2 separate regions of the Mus musculus genome follow, and region 1 is linked to region 2. The links are chromatin contacts, called in public Hi-C maps. All regions are on one chromosome and are shown on one strand. Each heading gives the region's core, a stretch centred on a gene start, on an enhancer-like site or on the middle of the called end of the contact. The rest is flanking DNA. Distances are from core to core; before and after follow the strand shown.

Region 1 (3,608 bases), core at 782-3,281, 1.2 Mb before region 2:
ACACACAAACACAGACACACCCACAGACACTCATACCCACAGACATTCACACCTACAGATATACATAGAGATACATACACATGCAGAGACAGGCAGATACACAGACACACACACAGACAGACATACACACAGACACACACAGAGACATGAAAACAGTAGGGGAACTTAGGAAGAAGGGTTTCAATAGGAGGAGAAAGATAACACAATATTGGGGTGGGGGACTATGACCAAAGTATTATATATGTATATATATGAAAAATTAAAAACAACAGAGGTTTCTAACACAAACCATGAAGTAAATATGTTGGTAACTATCCATGCAACAGTTACTCTGTAACTGGAGAATGTTGACTTCAGACTAGTTCATACTCTTCTATCAACAGAACAGAAACTGACAAGGAATATTAGTCAGCAGTTCTCATGAAGGAACTGGCTCTGCCTGTAAGATCAAGGGAATCTTGCAAACATTTTCATGAGCAAAACAGAACACAGGGTCCAGGTTACAAAATAGAACAGTGTGATCCCACAGGGAGAGCTGCAATGCTGATAAGCACCGTCTACCTTCCAGCAGTAAGTACATACATACCTACCTTCTGGTACAGTATAGATTGAGAGGAAAGAGCTGCAGCCTACATGGCTGGCTGAGGACTCCAACTGTATGGGGTTTTTGTTGTTTGTTTTGTTTTCTTGAGCTGTTGTTTTACTTAGCACAGGCTAGCCTCAAATTTGATGTAGCCAACAGTGACTTCTGATCCTCCAGGTCTCATTTCCTGGAGAGCTGACTTTACAGGCATGGGCCACCAAGCTTGACTTATATTTATGTATGGCTGGGGAACTCACCCCATCCTAGGCAATCAGTCTATCGACAGGACTACTTCTTGAATAATTTCATTACACAAACATCTGCAGTCAGTTAGGCTTGGCTAGGTCTTAGGCACGGGGCTCATCATGTTAACTGTTCCTAGTCTCGACTGTGCTTGGAATAGTTCCTAATTAGAATAGGAAGTTGATGCCCCTGCCATTAGGAAAGTGGGGATAGGAGAGCATTCCTCAACCTGCCCATTTTGTGGGAGATTGATGCTTATTCTCCTATTGTCTCCTGCTCCTAGTCAGACAGGCTCCCTGTTTTTCTAGGACCTTTGGCTGTGAGGCTGGCTCAAGCGCTCTGCTGTTGTTGTTGTTGTTATTATTATTCGATGTGTGTTGCAGTTTGGGGAACAGAGGACAGCTTGCAGCAGTTGCTTCTTACCTTTCCTCAAGTGAGTAACTAGGATCCAACACAGGGGTTCAGTTTTTGGCTGCAAGCTCCTGTACCCACTTAGCATCTCGCTAGCATGGCTGGGGTTCTTGAATGGCAGGAGGGTACAAGGTGCTCGGGATGTCTCTGGCAAGTTCTAAACACACAGGGATTTCCAGAAGAGGGAGGAGCAGGAGGAGGAGGAGGAGGAGGAGGAGGAGGAAGAAGGAGGAGGAGGAGGAGGAGGAGGAGGAGGAAGCTTTGATGACCATGGGTTCCTTCTGTGGTCTGGCTCCCTCAATTTCCCCCACTTTCTCTGCTGGCTGCTCGCAGCCACCTCTGTGTTACAGGGGCCAGAAAGGTTTGCACCGGCAAGTGCAGGTTTGCTCCTTCCCTCCAGTGCTCATCCTTCTGACCCACTCTCGCATCAGGGAAAGTTCTGGCTCCACCCGCTAGTATTAGGGGTTCCAGGCTCTTCCTCTGCTGATGTTAGGCAACTTCCTTATTGTAGGGCGTTCATCAATCTCCACTGTTGGGGGCCTAAGTCCCCTACCTCTGTCGGCTTGAACTGCAGGGGTATTGTCCTGCGGTCCACAGACACGCCCTGCGCCGGGTGGAGACATCTGGGAGGGGGGGGGGGTCTTGCTCACTGGTTCGTCCTCCCAACCCCACCTCCTCTTCGGGCATTTGTGGCCAAGCAACAAATGACCTCTGTCCCCGGAGGCTTCCGACTTCCGCGCGGACCCCTCCCAAACCGGGAACCCCGTGAGAACCCAGCGAGGCGGTGGGTGCCTGCAGCGGGGACGGGACGGGGCAAGCCAATCTCCTGTGCCTACACCTGGACGGAGCCGGAGCCGGAGCAGCAGTCCCAGCTCAGGTCTCCCCTTGCCGCCCCCCCCCCCCGCCCCCCAATCACGGTGGCCCGCAAGACCCGGACGGGCGGACTCTCAGGCTCCGCGGCTCCGGGCTTTGCGCAGCGCCGGCTCCGGTAGCGCGGGCTCCGAGGACGCCGGATGAGGACAAAGGGCGCGAGGTGAGGGTGGCCGCAGGGCTGGGGGTCTTGCGCCAAGGGGTGTGGGAGGTGTCCATGTCAGTGTGTGCGCGTGTGTGTGAGTGAGTGAGAGAGCCATCTAGAGCCACAGCCAGAACGAGCCAGAGCGCTCCTGGCACATGGTGAAGGCTTCGGCTGCGTAGGTAAGAACTTTAGGAAAAAGACAGCACTGCTCCAGGTTGTGTACACCGCGGCTCCGTTTTGGGGAGGCTGTTTGCCGCCCGCTGCCCCCCGGGGGTGGTGGCAGCCGCGTCTTCTGCAGCACGTGGGACAAGGGAGAAATGGGACTTCTTCCCAGAGTGGCCAGCCTGTGAAAGGCTGGTGGCTGTGGTGATCATTGGTTGAGTTTGGTTATTGGATCTCCGTTGGGAGCCACAAACAAAGGCTACTGGCTGAAGTCCAAGAAAGTGTGTGTGTGTGTGTGTGTGTGTGTGTGTGTGCGCGCGCACACACACACACACACACACACACACACACACACACGCGTCCGCCAGCCCACCAGTGATCAGGGTTAGGGTTGTGGAGGAAGGCCAGGAGACACTCCATGCAGAGAGACACTGGGCCATTTGCTGTCAAACCTCATTTAATCCTTGGTCCTGAGGAGCAACCAAAAGAAATTACCTATTTTATAGACTGAAGTTTTTCTTGAATCAACTTTTATTATAGAGTCAAGTGTTGCCCCAGGGCTTGAAATGCTGTTTTATTAGCCCTTTAAAACCATGAATGTGTAAATTTAACCAAATAAACACCCATTTAGTCCCATCAAGGACAATCTTTTGCCTTTAACAATGGGCGTCACACAAGATGATTCTGAACTTAGTCTCAAAAAGACGTGTGCAGGTCTGAGTTTGCATTGCTTGGTGGGCTGATGTTGCTGGGAGTTTTAATTTAGAGTCCATCTCGGTTTTCTTAGTTTCTTTACGCCCCCCCCCAACCTCCCACGCTGAACTTTGGCTCATTTAAAGTTTACAGTAGGATCTGTGACTTTTGGTTATCCCGCAACATTTGCTTCGGGATATCCGTTCTTCCTCATTCTGATAAGAGTATTCTTCACGGAGTTAGAAGTCATTTTGGTTTGAAATTGGCATTCCACCTTGGCCCTTCTTGTTATTGAAGGTGACTAAAGCGGTTTGTGGCTTAAAATGTTTTAAACATGGGGACAGCAGTTGTAGTCTTAGACTGGTAGACAATTTGAAATTATCCTTTGTGTGGCTTTGTAGCTGTACTCTTGTTTAATAATTTTAATCAGATGTTGTAATCTTCAAGCTCAGCTAAGCTTTCTGTGCTTAATACAGCATTGATTGCCCCTTGGCTCAGGAA
Region 2 (3,350 bases), core at 124-2,623:
TCTACTCACAATGCTTTCAAGAATTATTAAAACTACCAGAACATTAGTTTGATAACAATTTTTAGCTTTAGTTTTTTCTTCTGTTTTTGAGCTTCTTCCCTGTTTCATATTGGACATGTGAAGAGAGCAAATAATACAAGAGATCTCAGTTTTGAGACCTATATATGCTATATAATGAGTTGATGTATTAGTTATCTTTATGTGTCACCGTGATAGAATATCCAAGAGACACAACTTACAATGAGGAATTATTTACTTGGCTTACAATTTCAAAGATTCCAATTCATAGTTGCTTGGCTGTGTTGCTATTGGTCTAGGGTACCATGGTGCATGACAACTGTGAGAGATGGCAGCAGAAATCTGCTATGCTTTATATAATCTGAAAGGGAATGGTTAGAGGAAGAGTCCAGGCCTCTAATATCTATATCCTTCAAGGCATTCCTCTGTGACTTAACTACCTCCATAAAGATTTTACCTCTGAATGTGTTACCACCTCCAATAGGTCCATGGGGATCAAGGTTTTCACACATCAGCCTTTGGAGGATATTTCACATCCAAAATTATATTAATCAGGAGGTAGAGATGCAAAGATCAGAGAATTGGGGAATGGAAAGGCACAGAATGAGACCAGTGACACAGAACCACGTGTTTCTCATTTGAACAAGGCATGGCACAATCCCTGGTGTTGAGAATGAGATATGAACCCATCCCCTTCTCCTTCCCACTCTCTGTCCTCATATTAAGCATGTGCTAGACTGTTTTCATTTGACAATATGAGAACTTGGCCTCTTGGGCAACAATGTGGGAGGATCCATTTGCCTTGATGAACACTGCATTAGAAGATAGAAATGGTCAGAAAACACTACATTTTTTGAACAAATTCACGAATGTTTAGAGGTGGAGGTGGAGGTATTTCCATATACTCCCATGGACTAAAATGAATACAAATTACCAATGGACATTCTAATGGGAAACCAGACTGATAAGGAGTATGACTCTCAGCTAGCTGTGAGATTTAAATGCATATTGGGACTTGTAAACAGGCTAGATCTTTTGTGTTTAAATAGCAAGAAGTAGGTCAGTCTTGGTCATTAGATATTCTTATAATATAATATGGTTAGTAATAAGGACCATGTGAATCTACATTAGACCCAGAAAACAGATCTCTGATCCCCAATTGCAATAGTTACTCACTTGGGATGCAGACTTAGAAACAACCGGAAATTCTATTAAAAGAGGCATTTAAAAAGGGGACCATTCCCCAAGAGCACATTTTCTAATCATCTTGGCTGTCCCTTTTAGGCTCAGTAAAACAAACTCATGCAGTGTAAGTATGTTCAGCAATTGGGCCTGTTCCCAGGTTGTGAGACATTCAGCAAAAATCCAGAGTTATTATTAGATCTGCACGCAGGCTTTTGTCAAAAGGCCTCTTGAACTGTTAGGAAATCAGAGTGCAAATTGATAATGACACACTACACATCTCTGGCCTGGCAGCTCCCTCAAGGCTGCTGAGATACCCCAGGACCAGCTTCCATGGTTTCATGCCAGCAGCCTGCTGCTCAACACTTGTCCCTTCCCTAAGCCAGTGTGACAACTGCATTCTTCTCTTGCCTAGAAGAGGCAAAAGGAGATGGATTAAGGAGGATGTTTGAACTGAGACTATTAATTTCCTTTTAGTGTGCATTCAAGTCAGAGCCCTTTATAAGAGAACCTTTTGTGGTTTCATAAAATTACAACGTTGGCTATTCGGCTGCCTTTCCCAAAGCACAAATTTGGATTCTAAAGAAAACGTACATACTTTGTATGAAGAAAAGAGGGGGGGGGGGAGTGAGTATGCAGTTATCTTAAATATATTCATTTATGTAATCATTCTGTTACCACAGAAACAATTACAATATTAGCTTTTTATTAATAAAGGAGATCATAAAAACACAGTGTTCATAAAACTTATAAGGCTTCTTTGATAGTTTTATGAAAAATAATAGTAAAAAATAACTTTCCCTTATAATGTATAAGTGATTAAAATGCTTTTATAAGCTTTCAGTTTAAAACATAACATTGTCCTTTTGCTACTATAGTTACAGTACGTTTTCATGGGTCAGGGTTGGCCAAGAGATCCAGGAATGTGTGTGATGTCTCCCAGAGAAAGTGGGAAAAGATTCCTAAATGCCTTATCTTAACATACCAGATTCCAACAGCACCCTTCAAGGGAGCTTGGAAGCCATGTTAATGGAAGACTGCTCACAAATGGCAAAGCTATTTTAGACTCAGAGAGCCCACAAAAGCTCTGCTACTTAACACATAGTAGGAAATTCATTTTCTGAAGGAATTCTTAGACATGTCACCTGAGAGAAAGAGAACATTTCACTTAGTCTAATGAAGACAGAAAATCAAACTCAATCTCAGAGCCATTGCATATGGGCAGCTTGGTCAATCTCAGTGCCATTGCGTATGAGCAGCTTGGGTTTTAGACCATCCCATGTTCAGGAATAGACTGCCAACCTGGGACGCAGCAATCATAGGAACACTTATGTTATCTACCACCCTGCCTCTTAGCTTTATGTGCTGTGTGTTATTAACCCACCTTCTTGCCTTCTAATTTGTTTTCTCTCTTAGGTCAATGGTTGTCCAGCACTACAATGCAGCTTTCAAAGCCTGTGCACTGGCAACTCTTACCTAGATTGACTACTTCATTCATGACAATGTATGTGGCTAAGCTGAATGTTTTAAACGAGTTTGGCCATGATACAAATGAAGCTACCTTAAAGCTTCTGAGATGCTGATGGAGATATGGACGAACTGGACTCTTCTAAACATGTGGATCCATGTAAAATGTCAGTAGAAGGACCTGAGTCCCTCCCTCTATAATATATGTCTATCTATAGACTGAGATGTTAATGGAGACAGGAATGGTATAGACTCTTCTAAACAAGTGGATCTTTGTAAAAGGTCAGTAGTAGGACCTGGGACCCTCCCTCTATATTATATGTCTATCTATAGACTATCTTTACTGTATATGGACCAGAAAGACCTACAATATTGAAGCCTGAGAACACAGACTTTCAGGCCCTACTTGAGCCAAATAGAGTCAGACCATCCACATTAAAGCAAAGTGTAACAAGTCAAACATCGGAAATGACTGGTCTAGATCAGAACTTTGTAGTCTTGCTTGACTCTCTAACTCCTACTACGCCCCCCCCCAATCAAATTTTAAGTGACTCATGGTATACAGTCAAATCAAGTAAGCATACAAATAAATATTGGATATTTTAATACAATTTATGGGCATGCACATGATTCTATTATTTACTAAGGACAAAAGGAAGCTGGCATGCAAATGAGTTAAAGGT

What was found. A called contact is a pair of places that touch in the nucleus more often than the background predicts.
Region 1: a Hi-C map of uterus shows a contact between it and region 2, with 6 times the contacts expected there. The contact joins the promoter of Greb1 here to the enhancer-like site in region 2. A contact is called at or near these places in 2 of 39 promoter capture datasets (the C10 cell line and hippocampal neurons), 1 of 484 Hi-C or Micro-C datasets (uterus), 1 of 115 datasets of contacts at active chromatin or transcription factors (astrocytes) and 1 of 9 other capture datasets (adipose tissue).

What each region holds. Positions count from the first base shown.
Region 1 is chr12:16,799,309-16,802,916 of GRCm38.p6, reverse strand. It overlaps Greb1 (gene regulated by estrogen in breast cancer protein), which reads left to right and starts at 2,031. Exons shown (of 35, transcript NM_015764.4): 1 at 2,031-2,270.
Region 2 is chr12:15,615,629-15,618,978 of GRCm38.p6, reverse strand. The region is part of intron 1 of Gm40287 (a long non-coding RNA gene); the gene reads right to left. Among named protein-coding and RNA genes, the nearest start is that of Gm40287, 11 kb to the right of the region's middle. Within about 2 kb of position 1,373, at least 58 of the 459 cell types and tissues checked have an H3K27ac peak or open chromatin away from gene starts, as enhancers often do. A contact at or near this core is called in uterus, where this site is marked.